2 separate regions of the Bicyclus anynana genome follow, and region 1 is linked to region 2. A link is a contact called in public Hi-C data. All regions are on one chromosome and are shown on one strand. Each heading gives the region's core, a stretch centred on a gene start, on an enhancer-like site or on the middle of the called end of the contact. The rest is flanking DNA. Distances are from core to core; before and after follow the strand shown. Region 1 holds the start of LOC112048820 (putative E3 ubiquitin-protein ligase UBR7). Region 2 holds the start of LOC112050730 (transmembrane protein 147).

Region 1 (7,483 bases), core at 4,504-7,003, 330 kb before region 2:
AAAGATAAAAATACATACATAAAATTAAAAGTAGGATTTATTACAAAAGTTTTAATCTATACTACAGCCCTGTATGTATTATACTGTTTACCAAATCATCATCATCTCCTTACCCTTATCCCACTTAAGTGGGGTCAGAAAAATATGTCAATCTCTTCCATCTGTCTCGATTACTCGTCAACTCATCATCCACACCTTTTACACACATGTCCTCTTTCACACAATCCAACCATCTCTTCTTTGACCTTCCTATACTGTTTACCAATTAAAATACAAATTAGAAAAGTTAGTTAACGCATGTCATTTCATAACTAAATTATGTATTGTTTGTCTATAAAATGTTATTCAAAATATATTAACTATATCTAATTGTTGAAAGCTTATAATCGAATTTATTTTCATTAAGATATAATTAACTTATTCTTAAGTTAATTATATTTATTCCTAGGTGTGAAATGACTAGAGTGGTTTACCAACAAAAAATTAAAGATTAGAGTATATAATTTTTATAATTTGTTTAAACAGTACACATCGAGTAGGGCTGGAGTATTTTTTGTTCACTGTATGTGTTTTCCACAACTTGGGTTAGATTGTGTTATTTGCCCTTTATATGTTAGAACATCGTTTGCTCAGTCAGTTAGTAGTAGTACATATATAATGTAAAATGTTTGTATGTCCAGGTGATAGCGCACGACTTCCCCGACGGCGTGAAGCCGCTGGTGCACCTGCTGTACCGGCCCGGCCACTACGACATCTTGTACGCGTGATCGACGCTTCCTTTGCATTAAACTTAATTATCTTACTCCTACGCGACTATACTTGTTTTATTTTAAACCCATAAATTATACTCGTTGCTCTTGGCTATATCGATATAACGATCATCTGTTCCAATTTGGGCAAATGGCATTTCTCGAAAGAATTATATTTCATAGCTCGAGCCAGGACATCATGGAGCCACAGGACAAGCATTTGTGCTGTAATACATAGGTCAAAAAGGCTGTCAAGAAAATTTTATAAATTAAGCAACAGTAACCCAGAATCTACAAAGTATACCCTATATATAGCCTAGTAGCCTAGATAGCCTAGTGGATATGACCTCTGCCTCCGATTCCGGAGGGTGTGGGTTCGAATCCGGTCTTTAAAGTATTGTGCATTTTAAATATCACGTGTCTCAAATGGTGAAGGAAAAACATCTTGAGGAAACCTACATACCAGAGAATTTTCTAATTCTTTGAGTGTGTATTCTGCCAATCAGCATTGGGCCAGCGTGTTGGACTATTGGACTAACCCCTCTCATTCTAAGAGGAGATTCAGCATATACGGCTCCGCAGTGAGCCGAATATTATAACCACTGGACAAGCGAGGCAGATATAAGTTAATAATACCTAAAATTGGTTTATACTGCTTTATAAAGGTATGTAGGTCTACTAAACGAAAGATTTTGATGATTTTTTACCAACCACACTGCTTGTGAGTGTCATAGTATAGGCAATATTTTCTATTGAAACAGACACCATACGGGAGAAAACGCGTAGCGTCTGTTAAGTAATATATAAAAAAAAATAATCATTACACTATTGACTGTAAATAAAGTTTCTGTTATTGCAAAAAAAGTCGACAGTTTTGAGGAGACTCAACGGGCATTGAATTTTATAAATAATAAAAATAAACTTGTGTATGAATATAAATTTAATCTTTAAATACTAGAAGACTAGAATAAGCATGGAAGCTAAAGACATCAACATAGTATGTTTCAAGGACTCAAATTGGCCAATTTGTTTGATACTCTATGAGCTATTAATTCTTTAACTTCCATGCTTTTCTAGCATAAAGGGATACAAAAGAGATTTAAACTTAAATTAGAAAATTAGTAAGGAAATTGAATGTCAAATAATAATAAAAAAATTCAGATCATCTATCTGCAGAAATATACGCCGTCGGGCTCACGTTTAGGTTTCATTCCAGCAAAGAATGCTCTAATGTCATCCTCTGTGACAACTTGTCGTTTATCTTTGAAGCTTTTTAGGAAATCTAACAATTTGTCTCTCATTTTATTGTACTCTGTTAAGGCATTTATTTGTTGAATCCTATCCAATGATGACAGTGCTTGCAGTCCTTTTTCATATTGGGTAGCAGGTTTGCCGTCGATCTTCAGTTTTCCTAAATTTTCATATGCAGTTACTGTATCTTCTGGATCAATCAAAAATAGAACAGATAGGTCCCTGTACATAGTAATGCATTCTGTACAAGTGCACAGTTTCTGTCGAAATGTGGAAGGCCAAAAGGTTGCGCCTTTGAGTGATTTACAAACTCCTTTCGGTCTTACACAGGGTTCATTAGTTTCATTTAATTTTGCCTTTTTGGTGTTTGTTTCAGGAATGTCTTCTGTAGATAATTTTCGTTTTTCAGTATATTTTTCATTATTCTCCAGTTCTGTTTCACCGTTGTGACTTTCATTGTTGTTAACTGTCTCTTTGGATTCCATTGAAGCAGTATCTGTTGGTAAACTTTCATCAACATGCTTTTCCTCATCTATTTCTTTATACTTTTCTTCATTAACATTATTGTGTTGTTCCTCATTGTCTTTATTTAGCTGTTCCTTATTGATGTCACTGTGCTGTTCTTCACTGAGTTCATTATGTTGCTTCTCATCGTTATGTTGTACTTCATGAAGTTCATTTTGCTTCTCTTCATTTACTTCTTTGTGCTTTTCTTCATTGACTTCAGTATGCTTTACCTCATTCACTTCATTATGCATTTCCTCATTGACTTCAGTATGCATTTCCTCATTAAGTTCTATATGCTTTTCTTCATTGATTTCAGTATGCTTTTCTTCATTGTCTTTATTTTGCATTCCCTCATTGACTTCAGTGTGCTTTTCTTCATCAGTTTCCATTCCTTCATTGACTTCAGTATTCTTTTCTTCATTGACTTTAGTATGCTTTTCTTCATTAACTTCAGTATGCTTTTCCTCATTGACTTCAGTATGCATTTCCTCATTGATTTCAGTATGCTTTTCCTCATTCACTTCAATATCCTTTTCCTCATTGACTTCAGTATCCTTTTCTTCATTGACTTTATTATTTTCGGTGTTTGTTGTTGTAATGTTTTCATCACTTGCTACAGTACCTGCTGAAGGAACATTGTTTTCGCCATTTGTTTCTGAGTTTGTTTTTTTATTGTCGTCAGGGTCAGCTAGCAATCTTTCTTCATTTAGTTGCTCTTCACTTTTTTCAGTATTTTCTACCTCTCCAGCATTTTCAGTTTCACTAATTTTGCTTGTTAACTCCTTGTTTTTATTATGTTCTTCTTGAATTGTACTTTCATGTTGATGATTTATATCTTTATCATTATTTCCAGATAAAATACCAATATCCTTTATAGTGTCATCTACTGCATTATCAATGCTAACTGATGTATTATTTTCTTCATTGTCTAACTCAGTACTATTTGTGTCTAGTACATTTCTTTCATCAGTTTCCATTGGTGTATCAAAACAACCACCATTTGCAGTAACTTCAGTAGTTTCTTCATTACTTTTTATGTCATCTGAACCATTTATAACAGCTTTCTCTGTCATCTCAACATCATTAACAGATTCACTTTTTATTATTTCTAGTTTAGCATCACCATTACATAGTTGGCTAGCATTATCAATTCCATTTGACACTACATCCACATCACCATTGATGGCTAAATTGCTATAATCATGTAAGAAGTAATTTTTTTCCATACAACCCTTGCAAATCATTTCAGAATACTGATCATTGTCAGGAACAGTGGCTTCTAAGTGAGTTGCATGAAGCCAATCCTCACAAATTACACATTGTATCATATCTACATCCACTGTAGAATCTGGATCGGGATAAGGCCTTTGACAAACACAATACAAGCCACTGAAATTGTGATTATAATTATTTTCTTCATTTAAGTCTGACTTATCTGGAGTGAAATGGCATGGGTGGGAGTTAAATTTTGGGTTTCCGCAGTCACACTTAAAGTTGCGCTTGGTATACAATTCTATGAGGTCATGGTTCTCATGACAGACTAGGCTGCATGCAAGGCATACACCTGCTCTTTTGGTTGGATCATCTTTGGCTTCGGAACAGCAAGTCATACAAGCATAAATTGCCTGTCTTTTTATGTAGCCCTGGAAAGAGATTAATAATTTAATAAAAAAAATTAAAATACACTCATTTACCCTTCATCAAAATTAATACTCCACAAATGATTTTAAACTTATTTCGTGGTTGTTCATTATGAATGATATTTAAACGGGTACATACCACGATAAAACGACGAGATTTTTATTGTCGATATTTCGACCCAGTTGCATGGATCGTGGTCACGACGAGACTGAAGTTGCGAGATGAGAAGTGAAGTCAGCTGTTAGGGGCAAAATTTTGTATGTACCCGTTTAAATATCATTCATAATACTCCACAAGTCCACAGCTCCATGTTATGTCAATAAAAAATTACAATAGCCTTGCACACCATATCTAAATATGAGGAAAAGGATAGCATTCATAAAGGTATCAAGTGACTTTCTAGGCGAGAGGTGCTACTACATGGTAAATCACTATATCCAGTATATGGAAAATCAAAAGTAAAATCAGACTCCCTATGAGTCACTTGACAACTAAGGCTATGCCCAAACTGGGTATCCATAGCTTACATCTATATAATATCCCTTTTCTATTTCCCATACAAACAAAGAGTCAAGTGGTTGGGTAGGGGTAGAGTAATGTAGAGTAGGGTTAGGGAACAAGTGCACATAAATCAAAGCGAAGCTTGACTGAGTCCGCTAGTTATATAATAAAGTGTGACTAGTGTAACTATTATTATTCAAGCAATACAATATAAAGTAAAACAACTATAAGGTATTGCTTGAATAATGAATAAAATAGATTGCATTGTTGTATAGTCCAATATATTCTGGGAAGTTAGCTTTCAATGTAATGGTAAGATGACAGATTAGGTACTTTCTGGTGTAAAAAAACGGAATAAGCGGGTATTGCTGCAGTTCTTTCTGTTTTACACACCAATGTAAAACCGAAGGACCAACAGTATGGTATGGTATGGTAGGATGAGTAGTAGTAGACAATACTGGAAAACTAGGACTTCAATTTAACACATTCAAGGCAAATAGCGCGCATACTAGGCCTATTGAAAAGAATAAGTACTCAGTTGCAGTCTTTAACTAAATACTTCATGTCTTCAAAAGATATGTTACAATTAGATCATGAAATCAAAGTTATTATTAGTACAGCTTTCATGAATATTCGAACATTATTCAAAACAAAAAGGTTTTTACTATGCACTCTACGCCATTGACGGCTAAGTCGCAGCTGTTAAAAAACGTTAACTCTGACCTTTGGTTGAAGGCTTACAATACGTTGTGTGACGATTATTAAATTAGCTCATAAGATTTAGCTTCTGCTTTACCTTAGAATACGTGCAATTTTTGTCATCGGACGCGCCCAACACGGCGTTAGCATCTTCCTCGAAATCTTCTTGTTCTTGCAACACGTCCATCATTGTCACAACTTTTTCCCCATCGCAATCAGCCAATTCGGCATCTTCACTGGTATTTTGCGGTTCGGTTTCCATTTTGTACTTATTTGTTGCAAATTATAAGTAAATTGGAATGAATCAATATTAAAACGTACAAAAAGTAAAGTATTAAAGAAGCCGGTTAAATTAGAGTAGACGCGCCAATATTTTTTACAGCGACAAAGAGTCAAAGCAAAGACCATAGATGATACATTATATATTGAGATAGATACGCAACTCTCATTTCGGTTAAGAAAAGTTATGTACCTTGATCACTAGATGGCGCATTCTAATTAGATTTATTGGCTACCCATAGATGGCGTTCTCTCTACGAGTACAATCTATATTTTAGTTGTATGACTATTGCTGTTTGTTTTCCTTAATTCTTATATAAGAATTATTAATGAAAACAATTTAACATAAACATAATATTTACAAAATCACCTATTTCACTATATAATACTAATGTACCCAAATATTTAAAATAGCCAAATTTTATAAATATATAGAAGTAAGAAAAACAAATTGCAATAATACTTTAAATATTCAAGGATTTTTAATCAAAGAAAGAAAAGAAGATTCTTATTATTCAACGATTTATTTTTTCTTTTGTGATTATGAAAATATCTTAATGCACTTCAGCAGCCTGATAACATTAGTGCACCAACTATGATTATTGACGTTTATGATTATAAATAACCACTGATCACCTTTAAGAATTCGTAAAATTGCTGGCGACATTTTCGCCACGCCGTTTCGCGACACACCGGGCCGCCTTCTGAGCATAATTCCGATGGTGGTCGAGCATGTTCCATGGTTAATTATTCACTATGCACACCAAATCCACAAGTAATACCCATTATAAACACTTATTTGTACCGATTACATCTTATTTTAATATTTTTCGTTCACCACTGTCACCATGTTTTAAATTAAACTCTGATCCCGATTGTGTGCTGACTTTTTATTGACATAACATAAACATCACTATAGTAACAACAGAAAAAATTCAAAGACAGCTAAACTGTCATATTTTAAAACTCAAATAATGTGCTTCATGCGTGCCATCTATATTGTGCCTGAGAAAACTTCGCTTAAGTTTTTGTACCGTGAGCGCTGGAAGACAGCACTTCATACAAAATATTTTACGTAAGCGAACTGTGCGGAAGTTTCACCCCCATGGCAAAGACAAACTGGCAAAATAATGAAGAGAGAGTGAACATGAACATGAAGTAAAGTCAGACAGAGAAACTTGATTGAGTGAGCTAAAGAACAACAATGAATGAAAGTTCAAAAATGGAATAATCCATAGATTAAACATGCAGTGTACTTTGATTATAGAGACGTACCTATATTTAATCAAAGGCAGTATAATACTATTAAGCATTTATGTACTCTTTCTTTGTATATCCCATATCCCCTTTGTAGTAGGATTCAATATATCTAATAATATTAACAAATAAGGTATAGTTACTGTCATAATCAGGTTGTCCCGTAAATATTGGATAAAACGCTAGTTATAATTTGAATAGTATTTAATTAGTTATAATTTGAATAGTTTTAACTTTTAAAAAAAATCTTTGGGTGACCATCTTATACCAGAGATTAATCAATAATAGGCAGATAGAGCGCACGGAACACGACGATGTCGCAGCCGCTCTAAATACAAAATTCAAAAACAAAGACATTCTTGAGTCACTACGACACGAAGCGTCGCATCAGTAATTTTCAATATTATTCCACAAAAATGGAGTTATAAGTTTTTAAATATTTTAAAAACTGTTCACAAAAACTAAATAAGAGATAAAATATAAAAATACTCCATATTTTTTATAGGTACTCCATATTATTCGACTATTAGGGTAATAATTTACGTAATGGAGAATGTTACCAACTAGGCCCTGTCGCAAAATTAGTTTGTAACAGACAT
Region 2 (7,376 bases), core at 4,647-7,146:
CCCCACTAGGCCAGAGTACGTTAAACGGCTTAACCGGCTACCACGCTTACGGCTAAATCGCGGCTCTCATTTCAACGTCATAAATGCGTCACATACGCATTCGATTCATCTTTGTTATTTAGTTTGTACATTCTATTTTTAGTTCTATTCCGTGTACAAATATTAAATATACCTTTTTATATTATTTATGGTAGTTTAATTCATATACCACACGCGCGCTCCCATATAGTGATATACAAGTTGTTGATAGTTTTTCATGCCTTTCAATTACTCAAACCCGCATTTCTAATTATTTATCGATTCGGGATGGATTTTTTTTATTTTTTATTTAAATAGAAGTGTACAGATGATATAAATGAAAACCAGTATTAAATTAGAAATATATTTTATTAAGTAATAAATAATCACTTAGCACAACATTCACTTTCTTTTTAATTCTTTTTTCCTTACACAATGACCATTAATTAAACAAAATAGTTAAAAGAGCATCTATCTGAACAAGCCCATTGCAACACATTCACAGCACAGCAACAGCCTTTCCATCAATAGGGATGATGACAAAGTTTTACTAAAGTATATTGGTTCTTATGAAATTTTGGGTAAATAATTAATGTTAAAAAAATAAGACTGGATCTTCATACAAGTAAAATTAATCAATCTCCTCCATTCGTCCACTCCTTAACTCATCATCCACTCTCTTTAGACACACGTCTTCTTTCCACTCCAACAATCTCTTCTTTGACTTACCTCTCTTCTTGTGTCCTTCCACTTGCAATTTCAACATTATTCTGTTATTATGACCTTCATCCCTCCACAATACTTGTCCATACCAAGCTAACTTTTACTCTTCAACATTTCTGTCACTTTTAGACTTCCTCTTACATACTCATTGTTTATTTTATCATTCTTGTCACACCACACATTCATCTCAACGTAAACGTTCTTTCACATACATTTTTCTATCAGTCTCTTTTACCGCGCAACATTCTGATCCACACAGCATGATATATTTTTTAAAACACACACACACATTTAACTATATCTCTCAGTGACGACGACATTCTTTCCAGCCAATTTGTATGAATCGTTTTTTAACGATTTATGGCAGCGCCGTAAAATTCACCCTTTAAATCCAAAATAATCCAGATACCCTGTTACTTCTACAAAATTGTTTTACTTGTTAGCATACTCTTGATTTTTATACAATTTAAATAACTTGCATCATCCCTCAATACACAATAATTGTCATTGAAATAATTATGGAATGGTTGCAGCATGTGACTTAACAGAATTCAATGGTTTCTTAGGGAACCACCTGTGTAGTGTTACCAGTGTACAACTGGTAACACAGGTGCCTTTAATTTAATCTGTACTTGTATTTTTTTCTGGTAGCCTAATGTCTAAACAGTACTCTGTTTTAGGCGAATCCGAAATGCCTATGACAGGGCACTGTGCTGCACGAGCGTGGCGTACATGGCGAGCGCGGCCAGCGCCACGCCCAGCGCGTGCGCCGCGCGCAGCGCCAGCAGCCCCCACGCGCTCAGCGCCAGCGCGCCCGCCAGCGCCTCCTCCAGCAGCGCCCTGTGCACACACACTGCTTCTGTCAACTGGTCATTATTATCTAAGGACATGTCACAATTTTGTATGGAGGCTGGGCCTTTATTCTGAGTGTCAAGTAAGCAGAACAAATTATTTTTATCTTAAAAGAACATATGATGTAGGGCTTAAAACGCATAATATTTTTTTTTTGGAACTGATGCAGTAAAGACGAGTTAAAGATCTGTCTCTATTATTTCCTGTCAATATGACTTCACAATGTATTTATTAGTATACTTTGCTATGTATTATATTCATTATTTTAGGTATTTGTTATGGAACATTATGTATGTATTGGGATGTAAATTATTTGTATGCATGTGCATTACTAAAACTATTTTTTTGTTAGTAATTTTTGTTTTACAGCTCTTCCTGATGTCCTTATGTTTTCCTAAACCAAAGGTTGCCTGGTACAAATAGCGTCTTAGCAAGGTAAGGCCATCTTTCCTAGAAAGGTAAGGCCATCTTTTGTTTGGTGTATCATCTCTTCATAAAATGTTTTTGTTATTATGGTGTGCGTAGTAAAGTATGTATATAATAATAATACGCTCAGACCGTCCGACCGAGGCAATCGCGTCCTGTGAGCGCGAAATGCGCCACCAACCAGCGTCAGCACGAAAGGATAAAAGGTACTAGAAGCTGGGCCGACTGTGACGACCACCACCAGGTGATGGAGCGCAGTCACTCACCGGTAGGGCACCAGCAGCAGCAGCGCGGCGGCGGGCGGCAGCAGGCGGCGCGGCAGGTCGCTGCGCGCGCACAGCCACACCAGCGCGGCGCTGGCGGCGTGCTGCAGCAGCGACACGTTGGACTCGGCGCACGAGCGCACGTAGCGCCAGTCGAACTCCGAGCCGCGCGCGCCCACCCACAGCAGCACGCTGCGGCTCACCAGCACCTGCGACGGCAGCCAGCACTTCACTCGTGTTGTGTTGGCTCACGGCCAAAACTTGTGCCAATTGTTATGGGATCGTAGCACACACTGTTATTTTCTTTTGCTTTTTCAATGTTATTATAATATGCTTTAGAGAAGAATGTCACGGCTTACATTTGAGGTATTTCACAATCTTATGTAGTTTTTCAACACAAATATTACAGTCATGAAACTGTAATGTTTAGACCATCGTGGCCAACAACGTTTTGCCTCATATTGTCAAAAATTGAAATTTTTATGTAATCATCATCAATCATCATTTTTTTTATGTTTCAAAAAAAATGATAATTATTTTTCAATGTAGTGTAATTTCAATCTAATTTAAATAAATTACAAATAATGATGAATGATGAATAAGAACAAAAACTATTTTAAAAACAGTGTCCTACCTTTCAACAGTACTTAAAAGATGGTGAAGGGATAATAAACATATATCTAGATTTGCAAATAAGGAATTTTGGCAGCAAATATTGTAAGCTTTCTCACAGCAGCTAGTGAAGTGCAAATATGGACTTTAGAGGAGGCTTTAACTGTACATAGTCATTTATAAACAATAAGTTCTCAAACATATAAATGATTTATAAAACTTCAAAAAATTTAATATTCATTTATTTCAATTAGGATTAATTTTGTAAATTAATCCTTTGAAACATGAAGTTGTGTCATAATTTAAGGTGGCACTTATAGTTGAACACTCAATATTAAAGTTACAAGGCTCCAATACGACAGATTAGAATTCATACATCAAGAATAAGGATCAGTCTATTTTTATGATCTTTCATCTGTCATATTTGTCTTTTTAAAATAGCGGTATTACTATAATTATATTAGACTAACAAATAGTCCAGCGGTTCATAGTCCCCATTGTTTTGGGAATACAGGGATACAATATAGCATAAGACACTAACAAATAACATGGTTTTCTATCTGTAGTAACCATTTTCGGTTTGGTTGATCTGGAGATTACCACAACAAAGGCACACACGAGACTTCTCTTTATAATATTAATATAGAGTAAGATTTATTTATAGCTAGAGGACGCCTGCTACTTCGTCCGCGGGAAATTCAGTTTTTTACAAATCACTTGGGAACCTTGGATTTTTCTGGGATAAAAAGTAGCCTGTGTGTTAATCCAATGTAAAATCTATTTTCATTCCAAATTTCAGCCAAATTGCTACAGTAACCACAGCACAAAGGAGGAACAAAAACAAACACACACACAAAAACTTTCGCCTTTATAATATTAGTGTTATAAAAAGTGAGTATCCCATAAAATTACCTCAGCACTGGCCCATCCTATGGCTGCAGTGAGAATTTTAGCATGCCCTTTCCCAGGAATGGAATTAAGTGCAACATAAATTCCTAAGAGATCTGCCAAGTCAACTGTTGCCTTCAGAATTTCCTGAAAATTAAGAAAAAAATCTGTTTACAACAAAATCTGCTGCCATATCTGTCTGCCTGTTTACAATAAACTCAAATAATTTGTTCAGTACATAAAATCACCTTATCATTGTTAAATATACTAAGAGGCCAATTTATCCGCCCACTTTAATATGACATATGTATATTAAGTGGGTGGATAATTATTGTGCTTCTGAGTATATGTTACATCCTGCTTGCAGCACTAGTGCTGGGGGTAACCCCTAGGGGTTACCCCCAGCATAGAGGTTTAAGCATGAACTCTTGTTATTAGTATTATTATATTATAGACTAAAATAAAATTATATTTTAGTTTAATTTTAAAATTATATTTTATCTATATTCTAATTACACTTTTTTATTCAAGTATATTTTAGTCTATAATTATAGTATTATTTTTATTATAATTATAGTAGAGAGCCGTGATAGCCCAGTAGATATGACTTCTGCCTTTGGTCCTGGAGGGTATGGATTCAAATCCTGTTTGGGGCATGCACCTCCAACTTTTCAGTTGTGTGCATTTTTAGGAAATTAAATATCACATGTCTCAAACGGTGAAGGAAAAACATTGTGAGGAAACCTGCATACAAAAGGATTTTCTTAATTCTCTGCATGTGTGAAGTCTGTTAATCTGCATTGGGCCAGTGTGGTGGACTATTGGCCTAACCCCTCTTATACTGAAAGGAGACTCGAGCTCAGCAGTGAGCTGAATATGGGTTGATGTTGATGATGATGAATTATAGACTAAGCAGCTTTATATCCAAACGGTTCTTGAACACTTTTGGTGACTTGCCAGTTATCACATTGTCAGGAAATTTATTCTATAGTTTAACTATTCTATCACTGAGGAAGTGTTTCAAGGTTTTAAAGGAAGCTCTATGGCTTTTAAGTCTAATATTGCTGGCCTAAGTTGCACACACCAATTTAATTATCTCAAGACAAGATAAAACCAAAAATTTATATATTTATACTTTGGGACAAAAGAAAGGCTGATATTTGAAATGTTGCTATTGGCCACTAAATATCTAATGGAGCCAAATAGCTCTCCAGTAGCAATTCATCTTCAACACTGGCTAAAAAATATAAGAGAATGAGGAGTCAAGTGTACCTCAGGTGTGTTTTCACATAAACCTGAATAATCTATGTGGCAATACACATAAGACATGTTATCCTCAACACAGGTTTCTTTTCTTTGATATAGTCAATCTATTCAGGGACATTCACAGGCTCTGGATGTGTTCAACTTGCACAAACCCACATGTTTAGTCTGTCAGTTTGTCACAATAGTCAAATGGATTTCCTAGAATAGATTGACTAAACGAAAAATAGCACAAACTCTACAGTAACTACTAATATATCATACAGTAATATTTAATTAATACTTACTAAAAACACATCATATTCTCCTCCACTCTGAATGTTATCTGAATCCGGAAAGAATGTGGCCAGCAACAGCATTTTACACAACTGGGTGAAAATATATAGCCCACCGGCATAAACACATTTTGAGAACGTAGCATACTCTGATCTGAAATTAAAGTTTTACCAATTACAGTAAAAACTATAACCTCCAAATGATCAATACTGTGAGGCTTACGCTTACTCAATGACTGAAGCACTACACAGCACATCAGCTTTTCATAAACAACCTATCTTATTAAAATAATTAATTTGGCACCAGCAAAATAAGAATTAAGTTTATTAATTGACCTAATTAGGTAAAGAAAAACTTACATCCCAGAAAACTTATAGGCCATATGATAAGGCGCATAAACTAATGCTAGACAATTGCCAAAGTGGTAAAGAGTCATTTTTAATAATAGCAACGGAACTTATAACTTAAAAAACAACAATTATTTACGAAAAATATCTTAATTTCTTAATTAACACTTTAAAATCACCATTATTCACATCCACAAACGTCAAATGAAGATCACAATTCATCTGTCACTGTCAGTGTCAATGTCACCCTCAAGGGGCTGAAGCAAATAATTTTTAGTTTATGGAGAAGAAGATTACATACATCTCAGACCAATTATAGAAGGACCTGCATCGCATTCATAGTCACAAACAAAATTGTCTGTCAATTTCTGAGGAAAACGAGCTTAGAATTTGTATATATCTTATAGTAAACTAGAAGTTTTTGCACGTTTTTTACACAATCCAATTACACAAAACGGTATTTTTACGGAGCTCTTTAACCGATGAACACGATTACAACTATTTAACATCGATTCTATAGAGACAGTTTTTATAATCGTATTAGATCGTTGATCATATACTTTGACAGAAAAGTAACGTCTTGCGAGGCAGGTCCTATACAATAATTAATTCTATAATTGGTCTGAGATTATATTAGTCATTTGGTCTATACTAATAGCATTAACAACTGAGTCTTAGGGCCATAAATCATTTCTCTATATCTATCTCGCTTGCACTTATGGGTCTTATGGAGCCGTCTAGTGAAGGGTGTAACAATGAAAGACATATTATCGATAAGTAAAGTTTATTATCGTATCTTGTTCACAAAATTAAAAAAATTAACAATATTTGATTTAATATAATACATATTTCATATTATATAATTATTAACTAAATAAAATTAATCTTCATCTGAGTCTTCATCATCAGAATCTTCGTCTTCTGCCAAATTTATTATATATTAGTATCCATAGTGCGCAACGAGTAACACATGAATGTATTTATTTAATTGCAGTAAACACATTTATAGCAAAAAAAATACGCAATGCAATTACATTAGAAACCGACCAATCAGAATCGTCCAAATCATTATTGACTCATCATTAGCACGTGCGCAGGTAGCCGTTTATCGATAATTAGGGTGCGCAGGTAGGCGCGCTGCACATTCCTATCTTTTTTGACTTTTATGACCGGACGACTCAGATGATAATGCGCATACTATAGTGTAAATCAAATCAAGGTAAGTTAAATTGATCATAAGTTCGATCCCAGGTATCAGAATTTTGTTTATCTTTTTTTTGTTTTTCTCAACTGGTTTCTTAAACTATTTTATAAGTAAGTGTACCTCGATGAAAAAAAATAAAAAGCAAAATCTCCATTTAAAATTGCCGTATTTTTGCTCTAAAATATTCCGTTTGCGGAAATAGTAACGCTGCATGTCCAATGTTTTCGTGTATGTGCCTTCACTTTATTTCCTTGGAGTATAATCTTTGCACCTTCACCACCACTGGCACCACTGGCACTGACCACAGACAATTCACAATATCTAAAATAGACATTGACAGTTGTAAGTGGATTGACAATGACATTGATGACGTATCTTAAGCCGTCTTCTTTTTTTAAATAAAATTTTGTAAAGAAATTTTTTAATTTTTTTTTGGATCTTCTTGTATGATTTTTAGTGAAAGCAAACTCTTTAAAGTAAAATTGGCCTTCCTTCCAATTAGGG

What was found. Hi-C and Micro-C count contacts between places; a contact is called where the count stands out from the background.
Region 1: a contact with region 2 is called in a Hi-C map of whole larva, with 4 times the contacts expected there. The contact joins the promoter of LOC112048820 here to the promoter of LOC112050730 in region 2. A contact is called at or near these places in 2 of 2 Hi-C or Micro-C datasets (whole body and whole larva).

What each region holds. Positions count from the first base shown.
Region 1 is chr9:584,580-592,062 of ilBicAnyn1.1, reverse strand. LOC112048820 (putative E3 ubiquitin-protein ligase UBR7) reads right to left here and starts at 5,753. Exons shown (of 2, transcript XM_024086488.2): 1 at 5,446-5,753; 2 at 1,672-4,150. The coding sequence starts at 5,610. The coding sequence ends at 1,916. It overlaps LOC112048824 (ubiquitin thioesterase otubain-like), which reads left to right. Exons shown (of 5, transcript XM_024086491.2): 5 at 681-814. The coding sequence ends at 767.
Region 2 is chr9:253,512-260,887 of ilBicAnyn1.1, reverse strand. LOC112050730 (transmembrane protein 147) reads right to left here and starts at 5,896. Exons shown (of 5, transcript XM_052883479.1): 1 at 5,681-5,896; 2 at 5,333-5,474; 3 at 3,807-3,929; 4 at 2,286-2,491; 5 at 369-1,581. The coding sequence starts at 5,757. The coding sequence ends at 1,437.